2 separate regions of the Mus musculus genome follow, and region 1 is linked to region 2. Evidence: chromatin contacts called from public Hi-C data. All regions are on one chromosome and are shown on one strand. Each heading gives the region's core, a stretch centred on a gene start, on an enhancer-like site or on the middle of the called end of the contact. The rest is flanking DNA. Distances are from core to core; before and after follow the strand shown. Region 1 holds the start of Cpxm2 (carboxypeptidase X 2 (M14 family)). Region 2 has its middle 54 kb from the start of Gm34725.

Region 1 (5,413 bases), core at 1,781-4,280, 240 kb before region 2:
GACTGAACTTGTGTGGGGTCTTCACTAGGGGGGTGATGGACACTGGACCTGGAGAGTGGGTGGAAACCTCAAGTGCCAGTCAGAGAGCTGGAAACAGGAAGACCATGAAGGGAGAGCTGCGGTGACCTGGCAAAGGTCTCTGAATGAGAGGCTAGGGGGGATCGGCAGGGGTGGAGGAAGGAGTCAGTTAAAGAATGATGCCAGGTCCGAGATGGAGCTCAGTTGGTAGAGTGCTTGCATGCATCCATGAAGCCCTGAGTCTCCAACACCTCACAGAACTGGGATTAGTTATGTGGGCCCTCAATCCCAACACTCGGAAGGTAGAAGCAAGACGATCAGAAGTTCAAGGTCATCTTTGGAAGTGTTGGGAGTCTAAGATTAGCCCGGGATGCACAAAACCCTGCTTCAAACAACCCAAACCAAACCCCACTACCACCAAAACAACAACAACAACAACAACAACAAAACCAACCAATCAAACAACAACAACCGAAAAGAAAAATGGACATCCATGGGCCTTTCTGATAGCTGTCATATGGATGAAAGGAGAGACTTCATCAGGGCAGTCCAGAAGGCACCTTGGCAGAGACCTTCCCTGCAAACAGGCAGGCACTGGAAGGCAAGAAGCTTGGAGATGAGGATAATAGACTCAGCTTCGCTCTCCTCTCTGTATTTTGTGACCTTTGACTGGATGGCACAGATTTTCAAGTGAGTATCCCCAGAGGGGGTGGGGTGGGGTGGGGGAGGCAAGGAGTGATGTGCTGCTGGCTGTTGCTCTGGAGAGCTGGCACAGAGCAAGCCAGTCTCTGTTCTGTTTGTCTTGTTCGCTCTAATTATGCATCTCTCCAGGGAAAACAAACAAGCAAACATTAGCAGGGAGAGCTTACTTCCTGATTCGAGGGATTTGGAGAGATGCACGTTCAGATGGGGACGCTCTCTAGAAGCTTCCCCAGACAAGGCAGGGCAGGTGCATGCCCCACTGTTGACCTTGTACTTACCAAGGGAAGATATAAAAGCTTCCAGAAGTTAGAGATTCACAGATACTAAGGTTTACCATAACTACTGGCTCAAGCAGATGGTACCTGGTTCATTACCAGTTTGTCATATGTCTGAGAGTGACTCTGTCCTCAGCCATTCTGTAGAATTGAAATGGAGGGCAGTGTTAAACTTCAGCTCTGTCAAAATCACGTGGAAAGCACGCGAGCCTAGTGTTTAGGAGGTTTCAGGGTCTGAAGGAGCCTGGTGTTTGTCTACAACTAGATCACCTGGTCTGGGTGCTATACATATGGTCCTTTTCTGCTAGAACTCTAGTTGGATCTTTTCCTAGTCTTCACTGGTTAGTTGGGACTTTAAGAGTGTGTCTTGCCCATGGAGCCTCTCTTCTCTGAGCCACACGGATACCTGGGACTTGCTTTCTTGTCTGTAGTGGCTGGGTTTAGATAGGACAACCCCTGTGAGTAAGTGCAGGAGACATCCACAGAGAAGAGCGCAGGGGATCCAATCCAAACCAATGCCTTCTTAGAAAGCCAGGGGAGGAGGGAGACTTCCTTCTTCTCTGGAGAACTGCTCTGGATCTTGATTCCCAATTATCCTGGGTTTGACAACTAGATCCAAGGCCCTCTAGCCATCCGCCACGGGCCCTGTGTCAGCTACAGTTTTCTCTCGCAATACCCTTCCACCTAGGAGTTCTAAAACTGCAATCCAAAGGTCGGCTGGGTGGTCTGATAGCAACAGTGAGGACATAGGAGTGAGGCAAAAAGTCACAGCTGAGCTGGCTAACATCTGACATTGGGGGCCTCAGGCCTGTGATTCCCCTCTAAATGCAGAGGCCTTAGCCCAATGCCCAGGTTCATCTCAGAGGCATTCTTGGGTCATATCCCAGGCCCTCAGGGACAGACTGACAGACTTAAGGACTAGTTGTCTTTGTGGCTGGCAGACACTGTGGCCCCTTGGAGGCAACTCTACTGGATCTTTAGAACTTATGAATTAAATGTACAGAGTAGACTGATGACAGTTGGGACCAATTCTGGATCATCTCAGAGCCTCTTAAATGTGGAGTATATTCTCCGCTAGATGGAGATAGAAAAAAATAGGGGTGATTTGAAGGTACAGTTTGGATTTGACCTGTGAATTCTGACTCTGAGATGCAGGGCACCCGAGGCAGCCCCTAGAAAGCACAGCAAGCAAGCTGCAAAACAGTCACTGCCAGGACCTGACTTTAGCGATTCATTGAGTGGCTATGAAAGCTACCCCCAACCCCAGCTCTCACCACAAATGAGTCCCTCAGCCACCACTACACGCACCTTGGTGCTGCTGCCTCTGACATTTAACCTGTGAGTCAGCGAGTCTCTTGTTTTAAACCTGTCTCAATGTGTTAGAGGAGCCATAGAATACTGGTGCAGAGCCCAGAGAGAAGCTAGGGCCACTGGCTTCTTTCCACTCCACTAAGAAAAAAAACTACGGCATGATGGGTAAAGATGGAAGGCACTTTATCAAAGGGAAGGTGACACCAGGGTTCTCCAGAGAAGCCTGGATTCCTGGAAGAGACAAATGCCCTCTTGTGACTTGTGAGATAGTAGTCTTCGGCTGGCTCTATTCTCTCCTACAGAGCCACACTCTGGACGGTAGGCAGCAGGGGTTCCCAGGCCCTTAGGCCCTGCTCCCAGGGAACTTCCTCCAGGGAATCCGGGATTCCTCCACGGTCTGGGGCAAAACGACTGGAGGGCAGCCTGCTGGTTATTACCTTAGCCAGTCTTAATCAGATTTGTTCTGCAAAATGAAGGAATGGAAGACACAGCCCTATAGTTCTCTCCACGATCACCATGCCTTACCTCTGCAGAAGGGGTGCCCAGGAGGACAAAATATCGGCCTCCTAGAAATGCAAGGAAGGCTGGTGACAGTCTTCTAGTGGCCTTCAACACCTGCTGGAGAGGCCCTGGGCGGGTAGGAGGGAGGGTGGGTCGGCCGGCGCCTAGCCTCTCCTGGGCGCGCCCCTGCCCGCCCCACTCCGGCCCAGCCCCGCCCGTCCGGCCTGTCCCACCCACCATCTGCACCCGCTGCAGCGCCCGCGCCCCTGTCCCGCGCCGTAGTCGTCATTTGTAGCCCGCCTGCCGCTCCCGGGGACCCGATCCTACCCTGGGTGCGGGGCAGAGCGGGCATGGCCCGTCTGGGGACCGCCTGCCCTGCGCTGGCGCTGGCCCTGGCACTTGTGGCGGTGGCCCTGGCTGGAGTCAGAGCCCAGGGCGCAGCCTTCGAGGAGCCTGACTATTACAGCCAGGAGCTCTGGCGGCGCGGGCGCTATTATGGGCATCCGGAGCCTGAGCCGGAGCCGGAGCTCTTCTCGCCTTCAATGCATGAAGACCTTAGGGTGGAGGAGCAGGAACAGCAGGAGCCGCACCAGCAGGGCCACAGAACTCCCAAGAAGGCCATCAAGCCCAAGAAGGCTCCCAAGAGGGAGAAGTTAGTTGCAGAGACGCCTCCACCAGGTAACTTTTGCATCGGGCAGCCCGAGGGGGCGCCAGCGATCGTGGCACTCCAGGGGACACCTGGCTTCCAGTATGTTTTCTTGAGTGAGCCCAGCCAAAGTCCTGTGGTGCCTGTGTTATTCCCTAGAGACTACATCTGAGCTAAGTTCAGCTTTCTCTCCCTGCCCCCTCAGGCAGAAACAGAATGGAGCTCTTTGGGAAGCTGCCTGGGGAGCGGCCCGGTGTCCCAATGCTCGCTGGCACAGCCTAAGGAGGCATCTGTTGCTTCTTCCTGCTCTGCTTATGTATTCAATCTTTAGAAGTGTTTTTTTCAGACCGATTTTATCAATGGGCATGTGACCGGCCGGTGTCACTTGGCAGATGGCCTTGGCAAGATTCAGTCAGTGACCTTTATTCAGACAGTGCCCTTCTCAGCTCCCTCCACCCCAGTCAGTGGGGCCCTTAAATCCACTATGCACAGAATGGCACAGTCCCAGCTGCAGACTTTGGATCACTCTTGGTCCCTGTAGCAGCCAAGATTCTGCCTTCTTGGAAAGGGCAGACTACAGGAGCCCTGGAAAGCTCTGAGTGCCTGGCAGCCTGGGATGCTCTACCCATCCCTTGGGCCAATCTCAAATCCATCCTCACTTTCTTCTAGTCCAGCCTGTATCCCAAACCTGTGAAGAGGGCTTTCTCTTAACTGTTTCAGATAGTGATTGCTCAGTGCAGGAGCTGTGTTCCCACTATTTCAATCACAGGAAGCCAGCAGGACAGTGACCAAATTCTATGGCCTTTGCGTTTCTTTGCCTGAAAGGAATCACGTGCCAGGTCACAGAGCTCTGGACTCAGAAGTGGCTTTCATTTGGTTAGACGAATATTAAATTCACCAGGCGGGGTGGCAAGGGAAGATGCTGACACTCTTGAGCCCCAATTTGAGGCTATCACCTTTGTATATGGCTGAGTCCCTGCCGTCTGCCATTGATAGTTCCAAAGGTTGGGCAAACCCAAATAGAACCACAGAGACTGTCTCTCCTTTTTCTGGGGGATGATGGAGATTAAGAGGTAGAAAAGCTGCCGTGGCTCTACATGAAGGGGTGGGATGTGGCGCTGAGTTTGGTAGTGTCCCATGGTCTCATTTAGTTCTCTTCTGGCTCTGGAAGGTGGCTAGCCCTGTCATGTTACAGATTAGCAGCCTTCAAGCAGGGGAAGGTAACTTATTTTGTCATTGTTCTGCTTGGGAGAATTGAAAGCCCGATTTACCAGCCAGGTCGTGGGGTTACCATTTTGGGACCTGGAATTTGAGTTCTACTTTTTGAGCCTCAGTTGCTTCACCTGCAGATAGAAAGAAAAGTGTCTGCCATTGCATTGATGCTGCCAAAGCCTTCTATAGTGTCCGTTAGTGTGCCCTGAACTTTGAGGTGTGCTTGTTGTGTGGGAGCTCTTCATTTGTTCTACACATGGTTTATAAGTGTCTGCCCAGCACTGTAAGGCGAAGCCCTGGGGAGAGAGAACATAAGGTGGAGAGGCCGTTCCTCCAAGGACTTCATAGAATTGTGTAACTTTGGGGAAGTAATCACAAGTGTGCTGAGAGTTGCATAGAACATGGAATATCAAGAAAATAAATGATAAAAGGGCCAGTGTTTCCCAGGGGGAGATGACTAACTAGGCCTGATTAATAAGCTCACTTATTGTTCGAGTATTCTCACTAGTGACCAATTACAGTCTTTCACATCCTAGGCTAATCAGTGCCTCCAACTAATGTGTCTGGGGGCTCAGTTATCACAACCTGGAAGTGGATCTCCTTTCTTGGAGCATTGGTGGTTATCAGCCTAGGAATGGGGGGTCTCTGAAAGAGAAACCAGGTATACTCTGTCATTTGCTTTTGGACAGCCATCTTGCAGACAGAAGTTGGCCATGGGACAGGTAGTTAACTGTTCCTGGTGAATACT
Region 2 (5,220 bases), core at 1,714-4,213:
GCTGCCTGGTAGCCATGCTGGACAGCACTCTAAGAAGTAGGTCTGTTACTGTTCAGGGCTGAATCTCTGGCCTATAGTCTTATTTTTCTAACTTAAAGAAGAATGAAAATCAGTTTGGCAAGACCACTATCAGATCTTCAATGACTTGCCCTGGTGCTCATCTTGATGTCTTGAGGGACAGGACACGGTATGGTGATAGGAGTGTGCAGCTGGGACTTTACCTCAGATCTTGGCAGACCAAGAAGTACAAAACAGATGGGAAGTAGGGCTGACTCCATAACCCACTTTTTCCAACAATGTCTTGACCTCTTAAAGGTTCAACAGCCTGGGTCCAGGAGATGGCTCAGACAGTAAAGTGTTTGAAGTGCAAGCATGGGGACTTGCTGAATACTCACAACATACACTAAAATCTGGTATGGTGGTACATGGGCTGCCATTCCAGCACTGGGGAGGCAGAGACAGGAGAACCACTGAGGTTTGCTGACCAGCCAGGCTAACTAATTGGTGAGTTCAGTGAGAGAGGCTGTCTCAAAACAAATCACAGCAAAGTGATTGAGAAGACAACCCAGCATTGAACTCTGGCCTTCATGCATATACTTGTACGTGAAACCACACATACATGTATGCCAACATGGAAAAGATCCCACAACTTTCCAAAAGTTCCACCAACTTGGGAGACAGGTGATTAGGCACATGAGTGTATGTTGTGTGTGTGTAATGGGGGGAGGGCAAAATCACCTTAAAAGAAAGTGGAAAGCAAATAAAAAGATAACAAGTACATATAATTAGAATGAAGAGGTGGCATTTCCAGGTCATATGTGTGAATACTTCCATACCTTTCTGCAGACAGGTAACGCAATCTGCACTTGTGTACTCTGGGACTCCTAGTTCCTTCTCCCACTATATTAGTGGTAGCCCATGTGTTTTATGTAAAGATATAGCTGCAAAACTCCTTGTATATTCCCCCTCTCTTTTTTTTAGCATTACCAATATCAAGGCGATATTCCCCCAAGCCCAGATTCCATAGAGCATCATGCTAGAAGGTTTAAGGTCATGGAGGACAGTGATGTCCAATATCTCCTTCGCAGCATATGGAGTAATGCATAGAAATATGGGATTCTCTCTGACACTAAAGCCTCAGGACATTTGCTAATAAAAAAGACTCCATCAAAAAAAAAAAAAAAAAAAAAAAAAAAAAAGCTATGTCATTTACAGGAAAATGAGCTCAGGGCTAGTGCACAAAGGTCTGGACCAAGTAGAGTGTGCAGCTTCTTTTGGGGACCAGTACTGTTTCACAGTGGGGCTTTAAGAACAGTCAGCTATTGGATGGATCACAGGGCTCCCAATGGAGGAGCTAGAGAAAGTAACCAAGGAGCTAAAGGTATCTGCAACCCTATAGGTGGAACAACATTATGAACTAACCAGTACCCGGGAGCTCTTGACTCTAGCTGCATATGTATCAAAAGATGGCCTAGTCGGCCATCACTGGAAAGAGAGGCCCTTTGGACTTGCAAACTTTATATGCCCCAGTACAGGGGAACGCCAGGGCCAAAAAAATGGGAATGGGTGGGTAGGGAAGTGGGGGGGGGGTATGGGGAACTTTTGGGATAGCATTGGAAATGTAAAGGAAAATATGTAATAAAAATATTTAAAAAAAAAGAATGGAATCTGAAAGGACACCTTGATCCTAAGGCTGTGCAAGAAGGAGAAGACTCGGTGAGTAGAACACACTCCTGTCTCTTCTGGGTTCTATCTGATTCTGGCCCTGTTGCTTTCACTGAATCTGACCTGAAGCCTTCACAGGCATCTCTATCACTCTTCCTGCCCCGCCATCACTCAGACCACAAACCCCAGACACAATGGTCTCAGCCTAGTCACTCTGCCTCCTGAAAATCTCTCATGCTGTCTTCCTTTCTGTACTTCCATTTTCTTTACTCCCGACATCTAGATTACAGATTTTCCTTGTCTCTCTGTGTGTGATTATGTGTGTGTGTGTGTGTGTGTGTGTGTGTGTGTGTGTGTGAGAGAGAGAGAGAGAGAGAGAGAGAGAGAGAGGTCATTACATATGTGTACATGCGTTCTCATGCATGTGGAGGCCAGACATAACTTAAAATGTCATCTCTACCTTCCTTTGCCTTACTTCGCTGAGCCATGGTCTTTCACGGAACCTGGAGCTTCTGGACTCCGTTGGAAAGGCCTCCCAGCATGACCTAGGGAGCGTCCTGACTCCATCTCATCAACACTAGTTATACAAACCCTTGCTGCCACATCCTGCTTTTACCCTGATGCTGAGGAACCAAACTCAGGTCCTCATGCTTGGAGAGCAAACACTTTGCCCACTGAGCCTCCCCAGCCCCAGAGTCTCTTTACTGCTAGCTTTGATCTGACCCCACCTCAACCCCACAGACCTAGCGCATAAGCTGCATGCTCTAAGAAGCCAGACCCACCATTCCTAACCCGAGTGGCTCCCTGTGGCTGCAGGAAAATCTAAGCTCTTAACGAATGAGAAATGACCCTTTCTGATTTTGTCTAATTCTCCTTAAACACATCATCATGGTACATTAAGCATTTTATCTTAATTTAAGACCCACGTCGTTCGTTGGCTTAACGGAAGCCTTCCTTCGAGAATAAAGCCTTTGTTATGAATTCCCAGTCATTTTTCTTATATAATCCTTGCTCTGAAAATTGTCTATAATTTCCAATTTCGATCTTTAAAATAAGGGAGAACTCAAGCAGGGGCAGGTATTTTTAAACATATATGACTCTCTCCAGGCTTTTAAAATCATCCCGCCCACACCCATTTCAGAGAGTATTTTTAGCGACTTCCATTTACAGAACAAGCTTTTTTCCAAAGAACTAAACTTAGTTTTCATGGAAACAACTCTTGCTTTTGGCACGCCTGTTTCATCAGCTTCTGTAAACTGTTTAATTACAACAGCAAGCACAGCTGATCTGGGAGGCAGGATGCCTGGCCGGCAGCAGAGGGACAGCACTGGCAGACAGCCAGGCTCTGTCATCCCTGAATAAGGTAGCCAGAACATAGGAATCTTTGCTGGCACAGCTGCCCTTCTATCTAACCTCAGAATGCCCCTGTCCAGATGACCCAAGGCTCCTCTCTCATTGTCCAAAGCTTCTGTCTAATTCCACTTTACCCTCAGTTTCTCACTAGGACAGCTTTTACTTTTTTTTTTACTTTTTAAAGTCATACACACACACACACACACACACACACACACACACACACACACGGTGCATTGTGGTTATATTCTCCTCCATTACTCTTCTGTATCTCGCTGTGATGCTTTGTATGTGCTCAGCCCAGGGAGTGGCACTATTAGAAGGTGTGGTTTTTTTGGAGTAGGTGTGTCACTGTGGGTGTAGGCTTTAAGACCCTCATCCCAGCTGCCTGGAAGTCAGTATTCTGCTAGCAGCCTTCAGATGAAGATGTAGACCTCTCAGCTCCTCCTGCACCATGCCTACCTGGATGCTGCCTTGCTCCCACCTTGATTATAGACTGAAACTCTAAACATGTAAGCTAGCCCCAATTAAATGTTGTCCTTTTGAGACTTGCCTTGGTCATGGTGCCTGTTCACAGCAGTAAAACCCTAACTTAGATGCTTGGTATCTCCTTTCCTTTTATCCTTCTTCCACCTAGAGCACCCCACCCCCATCCCAACCCACCCTTTTGGCTACACCTCTGGAGAAAGTGACACACCCTCTTCCAACATCCATTAGCAGCCATCAGCTCCTCAGGAACCGTTAGCATCTCATGGTTACCTCTTCCATCCACAGTAGCATACGGGAGGGCCTGCTTCTGTGCAAGTGTTCATAGTCGCTGTGTGTTCATGGTTGCAATGGCTACGTCCTATCTGGATGACAGTGCATTGTGACACTCCTCCTATCCTCTGGCTCAAAATTCCTTCTACCATCTCTTCTGTAGTAGTCCCTGGACCTGGGGGGTGGGGATACAGATAATCCACGTAAGCCTGAGCTCATGTCAATCACGTGTCCTTAGTACTTTGACCAGATAAAAGTCTCTGCATTAGCTCTCCTCTTCTGCCCTGGAGTGAGAGTAGGACTAGGCTACGGGCATAAAGGTGAATACTTAGAAGGCAGTTTGATGTGTCTGTGATCTTCCAGTCATTATCCTTTGACCACGTTTGTAATGCGTTAGTTATGTCTTCCCTTGTATGAAGAGGATCTCAAGTTCAGACACAAAGTAACTGGTTATCCCACAAATAGTCATGCCATTATTGTTGCAGTGACCATGTACTGCCTGTGGGGGGCAGTATTGTAGCACACCTGGGTATGGTTAGCTGACCTACTTTTGCATTTCCTCCTACGGTGGCTTACATAGCACCTTCTGGCACTATCAACGCAAGTCAGCAAGGAGGGAATTTCCAATCCAGTTCTATTTTGATTTCTTTGTGTTCTATAACCAATCTGTGAGGTATTTTGAGCAATAGGGCCTTACCATCTAGTTCCAGAAGATAATTGATGGTAATGGCGGTAGTGTGAATTCTTCTGGAGGCCTCTGGGACCTTCCCAGCCAATAACTACAAAGGTATCTTATACCTGGCACTTGTTTAAAAGCCTCTAACTTCTGGATGCTGCATTCTCTACCCATGGAAGCTACCGCTATTCATTTTTAACTTGTTATTTTATTTATTTATTTATTTATTTATTCATTCATTCATTCATTCATTCATTTATTTAATGTATATGAGCATGCTGTTGCTGCCACACAAGAAGAGTACATCAAATCCCATTACAGATGTTTGTGAGCCACCATGTGGTTGCTGGGAATTGAACTCATAACCTCTGAAAGAGCAACCAGTGCTCTTAATGGCTGAGCCATTTATCCAGCCCCGTTCTTATGTTTTAATTGTATTTTTCAATTTATAAAGTAGTAGAGTTTCATGTACTTTGATCACCCCACCAACTTCTATTCCAGGGGACCTAAGGGAATTTACTTTCAAGTTTACTTCTATCATCCGGGACTCTACCCCATGCTATCAAAATATCAATCTTAAGGCCTACCCAGATCTGAGGAGATAGCTCAGTTGGTAGATTGTTTGCCATGGAAGTGTGAGGGTCTGAGCTCAATCCCTAGCACCTACATAAACAAAACAAAACAAAACAAAACAAAACAACAAGCTGGGTGTGGTGGTACATTATTGTCACCCCAGCACTGGGGAAGTAGAGACTGGCAGACCCCTG

The links. A called contact is a pair of places that touch in the nucleus more often than the background predicts.
Region 1: a Hi-C map of cortical neurons shows a contact between it and region 2, with 4 times the contacts expected there. The contact joins the promoter of Cpxm2 here to the enhancer-like site in region 2. A contact is called at or near these places in 16 of 39 promoter capture datasets (the 3T3-L1 cell line, the HPC-7 cell line, HPC-7-derived erythroid cells and 9 more), 4 of 484 Hi-C or Micro-C datasets (cortical neurons, embryonic stem cells and nephron progenitors), 9 of 115 datasets of contacts at active chromatin or transcription factors (embryonic basal ganglia, embryonic forebrain, embryonic midbrain and 4 more) and 3 of 9 other capture datasets (adipose tissue, liver and pancreatic islet).

What each region holds. Positions count from the first base shown.
Region 1 is chr7:132,152,358-132,157,770 of GRCm38.p6, reverse strand. Cpxm2 (carboxypeptidase X 2 (M14 family)) reads left to right here and starts at 3,030. Exons shown (of 14, transcript NM_018867.5): 1 at 3,030-3,485. The coding sequence starts at 3,158.
Region 2 is chr7:131,907,519-131,912,738 of GRCm38.p6, reverse strand. No RefSeq gene overlaps it. Among named protein-coding and RNA genes, the nearest start is that of Gm34725, 54 kb to the left of the region's middle. Within about 2 kb of position 2,963, at least 11 of the 459 cell types and tissues checked have an H3K27ac peak or open chromatin away from gene starts, as enhancers often do. A contact at or near this core is called in cortical neurons, where this site is marked.